Regions from separate parts of the Mus musculus genome. Here all the other regions are linked to region 5. Evidence: chromatin contacts called from public HiChIP or PLAC-seq, Micro-C and promoter capture Hi-C data. All regions are on one chromosome and are shown on one strand. The core of a region is the stretch at or near the end of the contact, and the rest is flanking DNA. Distances in the headings are between cores, read along the strand shown. Region 1 overlaps Camk1d (calcium/calmodulin-dependent protein kinase ID). Region 2 holds the start of Sec61a2 (Sec61, alpha subunit 2 (S. cerevisiae)). Region 3 overlaps Gm29857 (a long non-coding RNA gene). Region 4 has its middle 33 kb from the start of Gm29857. Region 5 holds the start of Optn (optineurin).

The links. Hi-C and Micro-C count contacts between places; a contact is called where the count stands out from the background. HiChIP or PLAC-seq counts read pairs in DNA pulled down with a chosen protein or histone mark. Capture Hi-C pulls out chosen DNA fragments and counts their contacts.
Region 1: a Micro-C map of the G1E-ER4 cell line shows a contact between it and region 5. The contact joins the enhancer-like site here to the promoter of Optn in region 5. A contact is called at or near these places in 3 of 484 Hi-C or Micro-C datasets (the G1E-ER4 cell line and embryonic stem cells) and 4 of 115 datasets of contacts at active chromatin or transcription factors (embryonic forebrain, embryonic stem cells, pancreatic cancer cells and 1 more).
Region 2: a promoter capture Hi-C map of liver shows a contact between it and region 5, with 5 times the contacts expected there. The contact joins the promoter of Sec61a2 here to the promoter of Optn in region 5. A contact is called at or near these places in 2 of 39 promoter capture datasets (erythroid cells and hippocampal neurons), 4 of 484 Hi-C or Micro-C datasets (embryonic stem cells, liver, nephron progenitors and 1 more), 12 of 115 datasets of contacts at active chromatin or transcription factors (the 230-238 cell line, astrocytes, bone marrow-derived macrophages and 5 more) and 4 of 9 other capture datasets (adipose tissue, embryonic stem cells, liver and 1 more).
Region 3: a FOXA1 HiChIP or PLAC-seq map of pancreatic cancer cells shows a contact between it and region 5. The contact joins the enhancer-like site here to the promoter of Optn in region 5. A contact is called at or near these places in 1 of 39 promoter capture datasets (the SN4741 cell line) and 7 of 115 datasets of contacts at active chromatin or transcription factors (the NIH/3T3 cell line, embryonic fibroblasts, embryonic forebrain and 4 more).
Region 4: an H3K4me3 HiChIP or PLAC-seq map of embryonic stem cells shows a contact between it and region 5, with 7 times the contacts expected there. The contact joins the enhancer-like site here to the promoter of Optn in region 5. A contact is called at or near these places in 1 of 39 promoter capture datasets (hippocampal neurons), 6 of 484 Hi-C or Micro-C datasets (3T3-L1-derived adipocytes, Sertoli cells, embryonic fibroblasts and 3 more), 13 of 115 datasets of contacts at active chromatin or transcription factors (bone marrow-derived macrophages, craniofacial prominence, embryonic hindbrain and 4 more) and 4 of 9 other capture datasets (adipose tissue, embryonic stem cells, liver and 1 more).

The regions. Positions count from the first base shown.
Region 1 is chr2:5,612,203-5,615,329 of GRCm38.p6, forward strand. The region is part of intron 1 of Camk1d (calcium/calmodulin-dependent protein kinase ID); the gene reads right to left. Among named protein-coding and RNA genes, the nearest start is that of Camk1d, 100 kb to the right of the region's middle. Within about 2 kb of position 1,574, at least 188 of the 459 cell types and tissues checked have an H3K27ac peak or open chromatin away from gene starts, as enhancers often do. A contact at or near this core is called in the G1E-ER4 cell line and pancreatic cancer cells, where this site is marked.
Region 2 is chr2:5,893,846-5,896,910 of GRCm38.p6, forward strand. It overlaps Sec61a2 (Sec61, alpha subunit 2 (S. cerevisiae)), which reads right to left and starts at 1,587. Exons shown (of 12, transcript NM_021305.4): 1 at 1,412-1,587. The coding sequence starts at 1,418. Gm13267 (predicted gene 13267) reads left to right here and starts at 1,619. Exons shown (of 3, transcript NR_166420.1): 1 at 1,619-1,929. It also overlaps a transcript of Dhtkd1 not described here.
Region 3 is chr2:5,731,972-5,735,213 of GRCm38.p6, forward strand. All of the region lies in intron 1 of Gm29857 (a long non-coding RNA gene), which reads left to right. Among named protein-coding and RNA genes, the nearest start is that of Gm29857, 5.6 kb to the left of the region's middle. Within about 2 kb of position 1,945, at least 23 of the 459 cell types and tissues checked have an H3K27ac peak or open chromatin away from gene starts, as enhancers often do. A contact at or near this core is called in the SN4741 cell line, embryonic fibroblasts and pancreatic cancer cells, where this site is marked.
Region 4 is chr2:5,759,473-5,762,375 of GRCm38.p6, forward strand. No RefSeq gene overlaps it. Among named protein-coding and RNA genes, the nearest start is that of Gm29857, 33 kb to the left of the region's middle. Within about 2 kb of position 1,284, at least 8 of the 459 cell types and tissues checked have an H3K27ac peak or open chromatin away from gene starts, as enhancers often do. A contact at or near this core is called in embryonic stem cells, where this site is marked.
Region 5 is chr2:5,062,781-5,065,775 of GRCm38.p6, forward strand. It overlaps Optn (optineurin), which reads right to left and starts at 1,337. Exons shown (of 14, transcript NM_001356487.1): 1 at 1,127-1,337.

The sequences.
Region 1 (3,127 bases), core at 324-2,823, 550 kb after region 5:
TTTCCCCAGTCCCCAGAATCCAGCACTGCGCACACACACACCCCTCACCTTCACTCATTGAAATAATCTGCTTCAGCCATATTTGCTAAAAATATCCTCTGCTTCTCTGTTACACTTACTAATACATTCTATTTCAGGCCTGTTTGCATTCTTGCTTAGAAATACCCGAATGAGGAGCAGAGAAAGCATCCAAAAGGGTTCTAACCATACTACCCCCACAGAAAGGCTCCTCTCTGGACCTCTGTGCTCAGCACACAAATCCCCAAAGCAAACCTTCCCACCCTGGGTGGTAACTGGCAACATGAAAAGGGGTTGGGAGTGTTCCCAAGGAGCCAGGAGGAGAAGTGGGGAAAGGCAGAGGCCAATCAGGACAGAGGTTTCGGCCAGGGAGTCCCCCCCCCTTGACCCCTCACCCCAGCTTCCTCCTCTTCCTCACACCTGCCCTGCACAGGCTCAGGCCAAGGCCAGCAGCGAACTGCTACAGCCCTGATGTGTGACAGCTCAAGCTGGAGGCCACTGAGAGAACCAAGCAGCCCTGAAGATGATTTCTACACCAGGAACTGGAAGTGGAGGAAGCGGGCAGAGGGATGGGGGGTGGAGGGGGGGTCTTAGTGCCCTCACTCAAACACTCAAGGGTCTCACAGAACACTCAACCTCCATTAAGCTAATTTCCCTGCCTGGCTTCCAGAAGCCATCTTGGAGGATTGAGTTGGCTCAGCAGCCCTGACTGCTGGATTTTCCAAGAACATTGGCTCTTTCCTATAATTACAGGGAGGATAATGACGGCGCTCTATCTCCGCTCTCTGCTCTCCTGCAAGGAAGGAGGTGGAAGGATTGCTTATTAGGTGCCCACTTTTCAAAGCCCTAATTCACACTTCCTGTTCAGTCCCAGGTTCTCCTATCATTGACTTGACCGTAAGCCACACATGTCCCTTTCTCTGAGGTGAGACACAAAGGGAGCTGGTATCTGGATCGTTAGGGGTGGCTGCAGAGAAGGCACAGAGGAAGGGACCCAAAATGAGGGATCCTGTGCGAGGGCCCAGAACCAGGAAGGCTACCAGAGTGAAGCAAGAATTTGGAGCCCAGCTGCCGCAGCCTTTTTCCTTTCAGCAAAGCTCGGGAGTGATAGATATGCATGAACCAAAGCAAAGCCTTGAGAGTGCCACTTGGCCCTGCCTCCTGAGGGTCTCAGGGCATCAGCTGGAGACCACCCTGTGACCCACACATCACCGACTATGAAAACAGCTCATCAGAGTAATAAAGATCAGGGGTCAGCAAGATGGCTCCCACCCAAGTCTAAAACCCTGGATTCCATCTCGAGGACCCACGCTGCAGGAGAAAACTCCTGTACGTTATCGCTTAACTTAAACACATAGGAAGAACCAGGGTCCACTGTTAGCCTAGGCTGCATAAACTCGGATTTCACAAAGAGAAGAAACAGCAGTAAAAAGACACATGCAACTAACTGGAGACTCCCCAAACTGTTATCTGGGGGACCCCGAGTGTGACTGAGCAGGGAGCTGGGCAGAACAGGAAAAGGAAGTCGCTGCAGCTGAACCCCTTCTTTGGAGCGGAAGCAAGCGAGAGCAAGCAAGCGCCTCTGTGACTGAAGCCTCTCTTGAACCTCTGCTTGCAAGGCAGCCTGGGCAGGGAAATGATTGGTCACCCTGAGGCGGGAGAGCCCAACATCTGTAAGCATCCTGAGCTGCTGCAACCACAGTCCTTACTCATCCTGAAACATAAAGCACCACGTGTACAAACAAGAAACCCAGCAGCGGCAGCAAGGTAGCCCAGCAAAGAGCTCAGCTGGCCAAGAGCAACACCCTTGGCTCTCAGTGCACCCACTGCTGCCCAGTGAGCACGGACTGTGGGCCTAACCACACACAGTGCTGACTGCAGGCTGTGTATCACTCAAAAGCAACGGGCCTCACTGTGAGTGTGTTCGTGGAAAAAGTCCAAGAACAACAGGGAAAGTTCCGCAGCCTGCCCTACCCCCCTTTACATTTTCTCCTGCTATTCCTCAGCACTGGGAGGCTGTTTCAAAAGACAACAAATGCTCTCATTCCAGCATGCTTTCTGGAGTCTCTAAAGGAGCAGAATGGCTGCTGCACTCTCTTGGTGGGAAGGGAGCTCTCTGATCAGCTACTAGGACTCCTAAGACAAGTAGGAATGTAGCAAGCTGCCCTGAGGTCCTCCAAGCACCCCCACACTTCTACCTAGCTCAGAAGTTATTGAAGAAAGTATCTGACTCCCACTCCCCTGAAGTTCCCCCTCCTTTTGTCTGTGCCACAACACATACTGAGAACTGTGGGGGTGGGGCGGGGTGAAAAAAGGACAGGAGCAAAGAGATGGCTCTCTGGGTTCATGGCCCTCTTTTCAAAGCCGCTAAGAGGATTAAAGAAGTAATTGTGCTCTAAGATGCTCTATAAATACAGGGATCCTCCCCTTGAGAAAAGACACATTTCCTTTCAGTGGAGGGAAATACCTGAGAAGGCAAGAGGGACAGGCTGAGTGACAGAGAGATATCCTGCCACCCTAGGTGGACTGGCATTGACAGGTCACCAAATAACATGAGTGACCCACACAGCATCCAACTCCTGGAGCCACTTATATCTACCATGCCCATTTATCACAGTGTGTGCCTCTAATGTGCCCTTATTTAGACCCAACTCTCTCTGACAAGCAGTGGATTGTGAGCATTGGAGTGGGCTACCAGATGGGAATCCTTGCTGTGTCCATTGGCAACTTGTATGACCCTGAGAAGGGGCTGCCAAGAATCCTCCACACACCCCAGTTTTCTCAGATGGTGACAATGGGACCCACCTCATGAGTCACTGTGTTAACTCATCCCCCCAGGGGATTCCCACACATGTTCAAGTTGATGAGTCACAGGCTTCAGAAAAGTTCCTTCAGTTTTGCTGAGTCACAGCTCCTTCCTTCATAAAGGGGAGTTATCATCACTGCCTTCTGAGGCCATTGTATAGATGAAATGAGATAATCTACATCAAACACTTGGCATAGCGCCCGGACCACATCAGGCACTCAGTACACTCTAGCTATTATTATCATCACCAATGTCAGTGCGACAGATTTACAGATTAGCAGTAACTCCAAAAGAGCTCCAGGA
Region 2 (3,065 bases), core at 337-2,836, 830 kb after region 5:
AATGAAAGACAAACCAAGGTTTAGGGATAGACACTGCCTCCTACTCCGGCAGGACTCCAAAAAGGTAGAAGTAACTGATTTTGGTGATAATTTATAATTGTCATGTTTGTTATAGAAGTACATTTGGACTATTTAGAAAGTAAATCTAGGGCTGGTGAGATGGCTCAGCGGGTAAGAGCACCCGACTGCTCTTCCGAAGGTCAGGAGTTCAAATCCCAGCAACCACATGGTGGCTCACAACCATCCGTAACGAGATCTGACTCCCTCTTCTGGAGTGTCTGAAGACAGCTACAGTGTACTTACATATAATAAATAAATAAATCTTTAAAAAAAAAAAAAAAAAAAAAAAAGTAAATCTAAATTCTGAAAACATTTACCTGCAATTAAAAAAACAACAACTATGGGTCACAACACTGGGAAACTGTCTAGAATCGCCTCCCTTCCCCATCTCAGCCCAGGCTACTCTCCGAGATTTATTGCTAGTTTATGAATTACTGTACTGGCGTTCAGGATCAAAAAACGCTGTTGCGTGCCGCCATGTACTGCCTCTCCCCGTGTTGCACAATTCCATTTTTATTCACAATTCAAGGCCAAGGGTCTCTTATTTCCTTTCCAATTTTCCCCAAATGTCTACTGTTAGCCAATGGAGTGCATCGCAACGTTATCCCTTTATACACAAACATGTGAACTGCTAGGTAAAGTATCTGTGTGAAAATACATGAGGGTGAGTGATTGGGCAGGGCCCTGGAAGGATCTTATAATGCGAGGCCTCGTCCATACCTTGCGCACCAACTTACAGTTTTCAATGAACACTACAGAATGACTGGGAAGAATTAATCTAGGAAAATGCTGAGCTACTGATCACACGCCTTTCCTCCCCTAAAACGCATGCTACGAATCACATTTTTAAAAAAGGGAGACTTGGTGGGGGAGGTTATGGGGGACTTTTTGGGATAGCATTGGAAATGTAAATGAGGAAAATACCTAATAAAAAATATTTTTTTAAAAAAAGGGAGACTTATTCGTCGCAACACACCAAGGAAGCGTGATTCAAGAATAATAATTTAAAAATTAATGAGTTTCCTGAGATTCAGAAAAAGCCCAAGTGGTCCAAGCCGTGGAGTGTGCTAACTACCCCCCGCCCCCAGCCAATGGCCTCCCCGCGCCATCCTCGCTCCTCGCCTCCTAAGGGGAGCAAACCGGGACTTCTGAGTTCCCGTGACCCGCCGGGCAAGGCCTCGCTGACCCGAGGCGCCTTGGCGGGTCCCCAGCTCGCTCTGCCCGTGGCGACCCCAACGAGGCCTGCGCATCCCCCGCACCCAAGACCACCCCAAGGAGTAAGCGACTCCACTGCCCACAGCCCGAAAGGACCCGCGGCCTTCGAGGTTCGCGCTCCAGCCACCACACTCACTGCCCATGGCGGCGGCTCAGCACACCCGGCGGGCACCCGCGGCCTCGCAGCTGCCTCCGCTCCGTTCCTCACGACTCTGGCCTAGGCGGCGGAGGCTGGGGACACGCTCTGGCCGTCCCCGCACAAGCTCCGCCCACAGAGTCATGTGACATGCGCTCTAGGCTCCTCCCAGACCTAGCCTGGCCGTTGGCGGACGTCCACCGCGTTGCTATGGTCACCGTTGGCGCGGCGGCGGGGGCGGGACTGGATGGCAAGAGGCGGGGCGGCCTGCCGTGGTGGGCGGTTCTTAGTTGCTCTACTCCAGGACAAGGGTTTTCCTTTTCAAAGCTGTTTTCTAGATAAGGTTTCCTGGTCCAGGTACCCCAAGGCCTAGAGCTGAGCTACCTGAGCCAGACTTTTCTTTCCGCCCCATCTTAACTGTAACTTCTTAGACATTTGTGAAAACTGGTAATACACTGCAGACAATAGTACTTTCCAGTACTTCCCCATCTTCAAAATAGACATCAAGGCATCAAGAGGTATAAACTCTTTTATCTGTCTCTCTTTTTCAGAAAGAAACCTTTTTAGGCCGGGCGGTGGTGGCGCACGCCTTTAATCCCAGCACTCGGGAGGCAGAGGCAGGTGGATTTCTGAGTTCGAGGCCAGCCTGGTCTACAGAGTGAGTTCCAGGACAGCCAGGGATACACAGAGAAACCCTGTCTCGAACCCGCCCCCCCAAAAAAAACCCAGTAAAACTTCCAAGGTAATATAGGTAAATTAGAGAAGTTAATTTCAGACTATTTTTCCCAAATAGGAAATATATGGAAAACATAAGAAATTTGAGTAAAATGGTTCTTTCAAGGTGGTAATTTTTATTTTGCTAAGAATAATGTGATATATGGGGGGTGGGTATGGGGGACCTTTGGGATAGCATTGAAAATGTAAACAAGGAAAATACCTAATTAAAAAAAAAGAATAATGTGTCATTTTAAGCAAAATTCATTATTTTTAATATTTCAACTTACTAATTACATAACTGAAGCTCTAGTTCTCACTGAACATTAAACATGCATAATTATGGACAGCAGATAAGAAAAACTAACATTTTTAAGAGGAAAGAAAATACAGTAGTGTTTCATATGAAATAATTCAAATGTCCCTTTCTGCAACACAATTCAGAATGTGGCTGATATAAAGGTAGAAAGGCAGAAGACATTTTCATAGCTCTGTCAGGGAAAACTGTAACAAGAAATAATAAACTTGTGAGAGGCAGCATAGGAAGAAATTTAGAAAGAGCAAGACAAAAACATTTTTAAATATATTAAATTCCATCTTAGAGTTTTAATATCTTTTAATTTAAGAAACCAAAAGATAAGAGAATAAAGGTACATTATGGTTTTTTTAAACTTAAATATACACTATTATTCTTATTAAACTTGCCTTTGAAACTTTACAGATTTATATAAGTAGTAATGAAGTGACAAGATTCATAAGGCTCGGCAAAAGAAAGAAGGACTGAAGGATGCAGAAAGGAAAGGGAGGGAAAGGGTTAAAGAGATGGCACAATGATGGAGCCAGTAAGTACAAAGTACTGCAACTAATACCCAGCTGCAGACAGGAGGGGACATGTCGTAGAAAGAAAGAGGGCAAATACTAGAAAGATGCTAAATAACTG
Region 3 (3,242 bases), core at 695-3,194, 670 kb after region 5:
CTTTGTGCGTGCTTGCATGTGCTTACCCAACGGAGTGTGTGTGCAGGCAAGTGCACACAGAGGCCAAGGGTGAGTGCCAGGTGCTTTCTCGGTCTTCTCCATCTTTTCTTTTGAGACAAGATCTCACTCTGAACCTGAAGCTTTCCAATTCTGCCAGAAGGCTGGTCAGGAAGCCCCAGGGCCCTGCCTCGCTCTGTTTCCTAACTCAAGGGCTACAGGTGTTACTATGCCACACCTTTTCCATGGCTTCTGAAGAGCCAAACTCAGGCCCTCCAGCTTCTGCGGCAGGTGCTTTATCCACTGAGCCACACACCCCCTCCAGCCTCCCTTGTCACCTTTTAAAGACACATTACCAGAGTCTTGATGGCAAACATTGTAAAATTTCAAGCAAACACTCCATGAGTTTAATTGACCCTCAGAGCACACAGGTGCCGTTTGTTCTGTTGCGAGTAATAGAACAGCAGAAGGTCTCCAGAGAGGAAGGTAGGGAATGGGGAGCCTCTTCCCCAAGGCTCTGTGGCCTTGGACAAGTCAAAGAATTCCCTCCAAGCTGATGTCCTTATCCAGAAAATGAACGTGTTAGCGTTCTCTCCGCAGATGGGGTGTTTTAAGGCCATCAGGCAAGGATCAACTGCCAAGCATCTGACATGGAGAAGCCAATCTGCCGCCTATCATAATTCCATGGCTTTCTCGTCTGAAACACTGAGTCTTTGGGGGCATCGCGACACTATAAAAAAGCATGCTTGGCTTCTTTAAATGTTCTGATTACAACTCCTCTAAAACGCTGCAGAGACACACACCGGAAGCTGGCACCCCAGCTTTGGTGACTGTGGGTAACCCAAGTTTACTAAATCAACCCCTGGTTTAAAACAGACATGCATACACACACACACACATACACACATATACACACACCACTTATGCTTATGTTAATGACAGAACTTTTGCTAAACTACTTCAGATTAGAAGAAATATTTAGTGTAAGGACTCTATTACAAGGCCACATTAAATGAAAAACTAAAGCCAGAACCAGTTTAACACTGATCAACTTTACAAAATAATGCAAGTGAATAGGACCCTCTGCCCATTTTTTTGCAGTATGTTTTTGTTTATAAGCAATATGTATTTTGATTGAGTCCTTGGTTATCTTTACAAAGTAACCATTTCCCTCAGCTCAAGCATACTGTGCAGATTCTCCTTATCAGGCATTTCCTGGGAAAGAGAAAATTGGGGGAGGGACACACACACAAATTTTCCATAATCCTAAACTTACCTTCTAGCTTGGGACACAGTCAATGAACACATCTGTTACTGTACCACTTTACCAGAACAAAAAAACAAAGGCTTTAACTTTCAAATTACACAACCACAAAGATCAGTTGGTAGGGTTTAATGTGTGTGACAAATCAAGAGGAAGACAATTTGGCCAACCCAGGCCAGTTGAAAATAAGAGCTGGGATTTGAACCTAAGTTACATTGTAGGTCTAATTTGGCAACAACAAGATGAGTGATTAAGATCAAAGACAGCCTGCCAAGCTGGATGAAATATTTGTTTAGTTTTCTTAAAAGCATCAAAGCCATAATGAGATAGTGAAGAAACACCAGCCAAAGTCAAGAAGACAAAGCAGAAGCAAGTTATTCCTGCTTGAGGACCTTCCAGCCTAAGGCATCAGTCAAGCCCAAAGAAAAGCAAGTTGGAGACGAGCTCTTCATTTGATAAGGGAATAAAAACTCCAACGCCAGGAACAAAGACCAGGGTCAAACCACTGCAAACTTTAAGTCAGGTCCTCTGAGTTCAGAGACATTTATTTTACATTCATTTTTAAAGACACTCCCCACCCAGACCTGGCAATGAATCAGCTCCTGGACTACCACAGGAATTCAGCTGTTAATTCATGAGTGAATGATTCAGAAGACAAAGAGAGGCAACTCTATGAAGTATCTGTCAGGAACATTGACTACCAGGAAGGTCTCCCAGACAAGGGATCGGCAGTTGAGGAATTACCTCTTGACCTACAAGTACAAAGCAGAGCACAAACTAGAAATAGTCTGTGGTGGTTTGTACATGCTTGGCCCAGGGAGTGGCTCTAGTCTGTGGTGGTTTGTATATGCTTGGCCCAGGGAGTGGCTCTAGTTTGTGGTGGTTTGTACATGCTTGGCTCAGGGAGTGGCTCTAGTTTGTGGTGGTTTGTATATGCTTGGCCCAGGGAGTGGCTCTAGTTTGTGGTGGTTTGTACATGCTTGGCCCAGGGAGTGGCTCTAGTCTGTGGTGGTTTGTATATGCTTGGCCCGGGGAGTGGCTCTAGTCTGTGGTGGTTTGTATATGCTTGGCCCGGGGAGTGGCTCTAGTCTGTGGTGGTTTGTATATGCTTGGCCCAGGGAGTGAGTCTGTTAGGAGGCGTGGCCTTGTTGGAGTAGGTGTAACCTTGTTGGAGGAAGTGTGTCACTGTGGGCATAGGCTTTGAGACCCTCAAATGAAGATGTAGAGCTCTCTGCTCCTCCTGGACCATGCCTGCCTGGATGCTGCTGTGCTCCCACGGTAATAGACTGGCCATGTTTAGTCTACTACTTTCTCTCCCTGCTCTGGATTGTACCCTCCCCAGTATCTACAATAAAAACTTTGTCAACCATACCTCAGAGTGGTCATGTCCTCACTTGATACTTTAGTTCTGAAACCCCCACTTTTATACAGGACTAAGAGTTCAAAAAATGAGTTAGCCAGATATTCTCATTCAAACCAGCACAAGAGGCTGACTCCTAGTAAACAGAAAAACTCATAATTTCTTTAATTCCCCCCCATGATACATTATTTGTGGCAGTATCTAAAACTACAAAAAAAAATATTGTCAAAGGGATCTGGGGCTTAACTCATTGGCAGAATATTTGCTTGGCATATTCAAGGCCATAGGTTCAATCCTTAACACTTCCCCCCAAATTAATTTAGGATGCAAATAGACTTACATGAAACATACGATTTTATACAAAACTAATGTAAGACTCTGATGAGCCTTAACTAGCAGGGACCCCCCCCCCCCCCCAAGTGAACAACAGAGAGCCAGGGATCAATGCAAAGGCAAAAGGAATTTATTGTTCCAGTGCACTGGGGTTGCCCTGTACCTGAAAGAGGCGACCACCCTGGGTGGCCCATTTGGAGAGGGTTTTTATACAGTTTCCAGGGGCGGCAGAGAACATCAGCAACTAGGCACAATATGACTGGCAGAACAGAGCACCCTTTAAACTGA
Region 4 (2,903 bases), core at 34-2,533, 700 kb after region 5:
AGCCCAGGCTAAACTCAAACTTCCAATCTTCCTGTCTCTATTTTCCAAGTGCTGGGATGACAGGTATGTACCCCCAAAGCTTGGTTCTTTCTATGGCCATTTAAATCTCTATTGTTCTCTTCCAATTATTTTGTTCTCCAGCTTTGTCTCCACCTCAATCACTGTGGGATATTGTCATTGTCATTATTACATTGTTACATTGTCCCCATCTCAGTCGGTCATTGGGGGAGATCACCATTGCCATTGTTACATTGTCCCCATCTCAGTCGGTCATTGGGGGAGATCACCATTGCCATTGTTACATTGTTCCCATCTCATCAATTTAGGGCGACTCAAACAGGCACTAGTGGGTAAATTTGGAGCCACTTCAGAGAGGAGAGGGCATTTCCTGATGTTCAGTGAGGACCAGCAACTAGACCCGTGCCAGCGTCTTAGCAAATCTAAGAAGGATGGTCACAACCTGCCGACTCTTCGGAACTGACCATTTACAGGGGAAGGTAATCAGTAGCCAAGGCCAGACAGTGTTTATTTATTTGTTTATTCATTCATTTTTGCAGTACTGGGGATTGAACCCAGGGCCTTGGGTATGCTAGGCCAGCCGCAGCCCCCCAGCCAAGCCTATATACTTAGTTAATACACTGACCATAGAGCCTTCATCTGGGGGAGCTAAGGAAAACGAGTCTAGCATGACTTCACATAAAGGGTGGCTCATGAAACATTAGAGGCAGCATGATAAGAAGGTAGTTTAGGTAAGCAGGGTAGCCACAGGGTAGCATGCACTGGGACAGGTGAGGATGTGTTGCGGGAAATATTAAAAACGAACCGGCATGTTCCTGTGCTTGTGCCAGCAACTCTCTGCCCCGGCGGCATGACCAGGCATGCACTGGTGGGCAATGGCTGTCCTTTTTTATCTTGACCTTTTTTTGAAGCACAGGGTCGCTACCATGCCAGCCCTATGCTTCAAAGCCCTCACAGCCTTTGCACATCTGGCAAACCCATGCTTTGCCGCCATACCGTCCTCACTGGAACCCAGTTGAAATGCCATGAGAAGAAAAACACCACACAAACTTAGCTCAGAAACAATGGTAACTCATTCTCTGGGCACAACAACTAAAACCCAATCTTGTAAGCCTTATTAAATTTGATTCCTCCAGTGGCAAATCCTGGCAGATCCACTATGATACCGGGAAACTCTAGCAGTTACATCTTGCCCTTACTCTATTCCCGTTCCAAATGCCCCTACCTCTCTTCTCTTTCTCTTCCGCCATCCAATCCGGAAGTCCCACCTACTCACCCAGTGATTGGCTCCTTTATTCATTAGAGGATTGGTTCACAAGAAGTCACCTGGTATGTGACTCACTCCTTGTCCACAACCCCTCCCAGGAGAATGGAATTAGCATCGAAATACAAATAGCACCAGGCCCATCCACAACAAAGATGGAATGTTCCAGAAGCCAGGCTGTACTGCTCAGAGCTCACTGATGAAGGCTGAGGGATAGATCGGACCAGATGTGGAGAGCTAAGTGAGTGAGGCCCTGGGCTTCATCCCCAGCAACATAAAGAAAAAGAAAAAGAAAAAAAAAATCCAGAGATTAGAAATGTAAGATTATTCCAAGTGAAGGAAGGTCTTTGAAAAGAAAGGCCCTTGAAAACGGAGATCCCCCCCCCCCAAGGGGAAGGAAAAGGAGCTTTCACAGGGCAGGAGTGCAGGCCCGGAGCAGCCACCACGTAATGAAAGCAATGTTCCACCAGGCAACCAAGATCCTCAGCAAGATTCTGAGGGTGGCTAATTGCTATTAAACCAATAAACAGGGAACCATGTTCTTCATCTCCCAGACAAGCCCACGTGGCCTGTTTTACCAATCCTTTGTGGTTTTAAACCATATAAAACAAAGTCTTTCTTTCACCCCAACCATCAACTGGCTTTCCTGCTTCATTTAATCCACAAGTGTTTTCCATTGCTTCACAGAGAAAAACCACCCCACCCTCCCTCCAAAGTAATCTATTTCTAGCTGAAGACCATGGTGTGGCCCCAACATGTCACAGACTGGGTGTTCCAAGACAGCAGCTAAGCTTTCTAGATCATTCTCGAGACTGCTCACCAAGACCTTTCTGAGCTGGGTGAACACTTAGAGGCCACCTTAGGGACCTGGGCAGCGGGCTCCTGAAGTGGTAAACATCCTCATTTATGTCTCTATTTGGAAATATGGACACTTGTACACAGGAGACAGTTGTAGCAATGCACTGAACTTGCAGTGAGTCCCCTGGAGAAAAACTACTGTGGTCCCAAGCCCTGTAGGTCTTGCCTCAATTCTCTTCCACACCAGTCAGCCTCGCAGCTGGGGGTGGAACTCAGTGATTGTACTATTAATGTCAGTTGTCAGCTTGACGCAGCCTAGGGTCACCTGAGATGAAATCCATAGAGGAATTTTCTGGATCCCATTGGCCTGCTGCCATGTGTGTAAGAAAGGTGCAAGAGGCCTGGGAAGACATCTCAATCAGTAAAGAACCTGCTGTGCGAGCTCAAGGACCTGAGTTCAATTCCCAGCACCCCCATAAAGTCAGGTATAGCGGCATGCACTTGTAATTCCAGGACCAGGAGGTGGACAGGGGGATCCTGGGGCTTACCAGTCCAATCTTCAAGCCGCAGATGCCACTGAGAAAGCGTGTCTGTGAGTGAAGAAATGGCTCAGCAGCTAAAACTGCTCCTCTTACAGGAGACACTGGTTCTGATCTCAGCATTCCAATGGTGGCTCACAACCATCTGTAACTCCAGTTCCAGGGCATCTGCCTCTTCTGGCCTCCAAGGGTACTGCATACATATGGTGCATACATAGACAACCAAGCACACACACATATAGATAAAAGCATTTAAGGAAGAAAGAAAGAAAGAAAGAAAGAAA
Region 5 (2,995 bases), core at 87-2,586:
TGTAGCTACTTTCATGGTGTTACACACTACATAAAGTACTGCTCAAACCGGCTCACTATAAACAGATCAAATACACACGCGATCCACAGTGGAAACTTCCCTCGTCCAATCAAGTCCAAGGCAGTCTCTGGTAGTGGCCTCTGCTCTGTTCGGATCTACCCCATTATCAGCCTGGGGCGATGGGCGATAGGCTCCTAACTTCGCTCCCTAAGTCAAAAGAGCAAAGTGGCTGCTTTGGGTCAAAGGGCAGCTTTGGATTCAGTTCTGAAAGCGTAAGTGATCCAATACTGCCTGCCTTATGTGATTTTCTTGAGGTTTTCCATAAGATTGGCCGTTTCAACCTTAAATACTTCAGGCATACATTCATTCCTACACAGGAGTCCTGACCCTGCAGGCTAGACCAGGTGCTGGGTTTCATTTCCCTCTGAGGCTTGCTTACTGCCTCCAATTTACACATTGCCCGTGGTAAAAACAACTCCTTCAAATTTCCCAGCTTTTAAAAATTCATTCTTATTATCTCACATTCCCCCCGCCACCCGCCTCCGTCTCTTTCTGTGACCCCCCACTGCCAAGAGTGTATATACATGCATGGATATAGCACTCTCTCCCAGATAGACACAACAGTTAATGTACCCTTCTGTAAGCCTGTTACTTTGGCAAGGGGTCTCTCTATTCTTCACTGTTCCTGGGCGACCTCATTCAAACTACCTTCATTCCTTGCGACAGTACCTTAACCACTTCCTCCTTAAAATGAACTGACTGCTTGCTCAATCACTCTCAACCTGGGACGTCACCTTCAAACCACCTCGATGACTTGAACTGGAAGTCACCTGCGGCCAGCCGAGACTGTTTTACTATCCCGGGGAAAGAGGGGTGTCCTCTGGGGTGGCCGTCACTCCCCACCCCCACCTCCATCCCCGCCGCCCTGTCACACCAGGGCAGGGTCTGCCTGGGCCTCGGAAGCCTTCTCAGGACAGCCGTCCTACAGGAGGGCCGCCCCAGCTTCGTCACCCTTCCCGCGGCAGGCTCCGGAAGACGGCGACAGCGAGAACCGCTGCCAGGATGGAGTCCGCTGGGGAGAGTCGCCGCGCTCAGTCAGCGCCCGCCACCCCCCGGCCCGGCTCACCGGCCACAGGGATCCTCTCCTCTTAGGTCACTGCTTCGTTGGTATTTTGTCCCAAAGCTCTGGATGCCGACGCCCGCCAGGGACCAGCCGGGGGGCGGCGACCGGGCAGCTGGACGGTGACGCGCGGCCTCGCGACCCGCCAGGCGCCGCTCAGCTGACCGCAGCGCCCGCTCCCGCCCTAGCCAAGAAATTTCCCAGACCACGCCCACTCGGTCACGCCCCTGAAAGCCACGCCCAACGCTCCGCCCCTCTGTAGCTCTTCCTGAGCCCCAGGGTCTGTCTCCGCGGTTCGTTAGGGATAGAGCCTCTCTTGGAGGCTTTAATTAAAAACCAAAGAAGAAAAGAAAGACAATGCAAAATGTGTTTGAGCTCTTGTTCTCCCAGATCCATTAACATATAGCTGCATCAGATGGCCCAGGCAGGTGAGATTGATGGATTGATTCGGATTACACTCAGCAGTCTTAACTGTGCCGAGGATGCCTCTACTTAGACTAGAATGCAAAGCTAGAAAATAGTAGAGAAACCTTCTAGTTTGCATTCCCAGCCCCTGGGCATCAGCAAGGTGGCATCACAGGACACAGATGGCATTTGATCGGAAGGGTGAGCTCCAGGCAAAGCGTTACCTTGACAACCAGACCCCAGTGAAAGGTAACTAGGTAGAAACTCTGGCTAGCTCCTGGGTGGCTCAGAAGATAGCATGAGATTAGGTTTTGTGCTCAAGGTCAAAGAGATGTCATAACCAGGGAAGAATTTTGATTACTGATGAAAGGAGAGATAAGGAACACATGGTTGTGACTGCATGTGCACCTGCACACAGGTTGGAAGGAGAGGTCGGGATCCTCACCAACACAGTAAGAGACAGCTCAACTCAGCTCACCTAATTGCATAGACCGGATCACCTGCTGTCCGTTCCAAGACTTGGTCTCAAATGTTAACCCTAAAGCTGGACAGAGAAGGTTTGAAAAGCTGTGTTGGGGAGCGGGGTGGGGGGGATGGGGACTTGTAATTTTTATGATAGTCTCCACAACTAACACAGAAGACTTCTGTGAACCCTTGTCATGCCTCTCGACCACCACCTAGTTGTATTTGCAGGGCATATTGGCCAATGTCCTTTCATTCTACTGAGTTCTGACACCATGTCCCTGAATGTGGTGGCAGGTCCCACAGGTAAGAATGCCACCCTGCAGATCTGTCTGAGCCTTCCAATGCCAACGGGAAGCCCCAGGCTGTTTTTCCCGAGCCTCTGACCCACTAGCCTGCTGTACATTGGGGTTTACAGAATGTCCTTGTTGGGCTTTACTAATTTGCCATGCAGCTCACAGAACTCAAGGAAACAGTTATGTTTAATGGCTTATTATAAAAATGTATTTTTAAAAGATTTATTTATTTATTTATTATATGTAAGTACAATGTAGCATTCTTCAGACACCCCAGAAGAGGGCATCAGATCTCATCACGGATGGTTGTAAACCACCATGTGGTTGCTGGAATTTGAACTCAGGACCTTCGGAAGAGCAGACGGTGCTCTTAACGTCTGAGCCATCTCTCCAGCCCATAAAAATGTATTTTTAACAGGTAGGTATAAACAGCTAGATGGGGAGCTATGTAGGTGTACTGGCTAGTGTTGTGTCAACTTGACACAGCTGGAGTTATCACAGAGAAAGGAGCTTCAGTTGAGGAAATGCCTCCATGAGATGCAATTGTAAGGCATTTTCTCAATTAGTGATCAAGGGGAAAGGCCCCTTGTGGGTGGGACCATCTCAGGGCTGGTAGTCTGGTTCTATAAGAAAGCAGGCTGAGCAAGCCAGGTGAGGCAAGCCAGTAAAGAACGTCCCTCCGTGGCCTCTGCATCAGCTCCTGCTCCCTGAC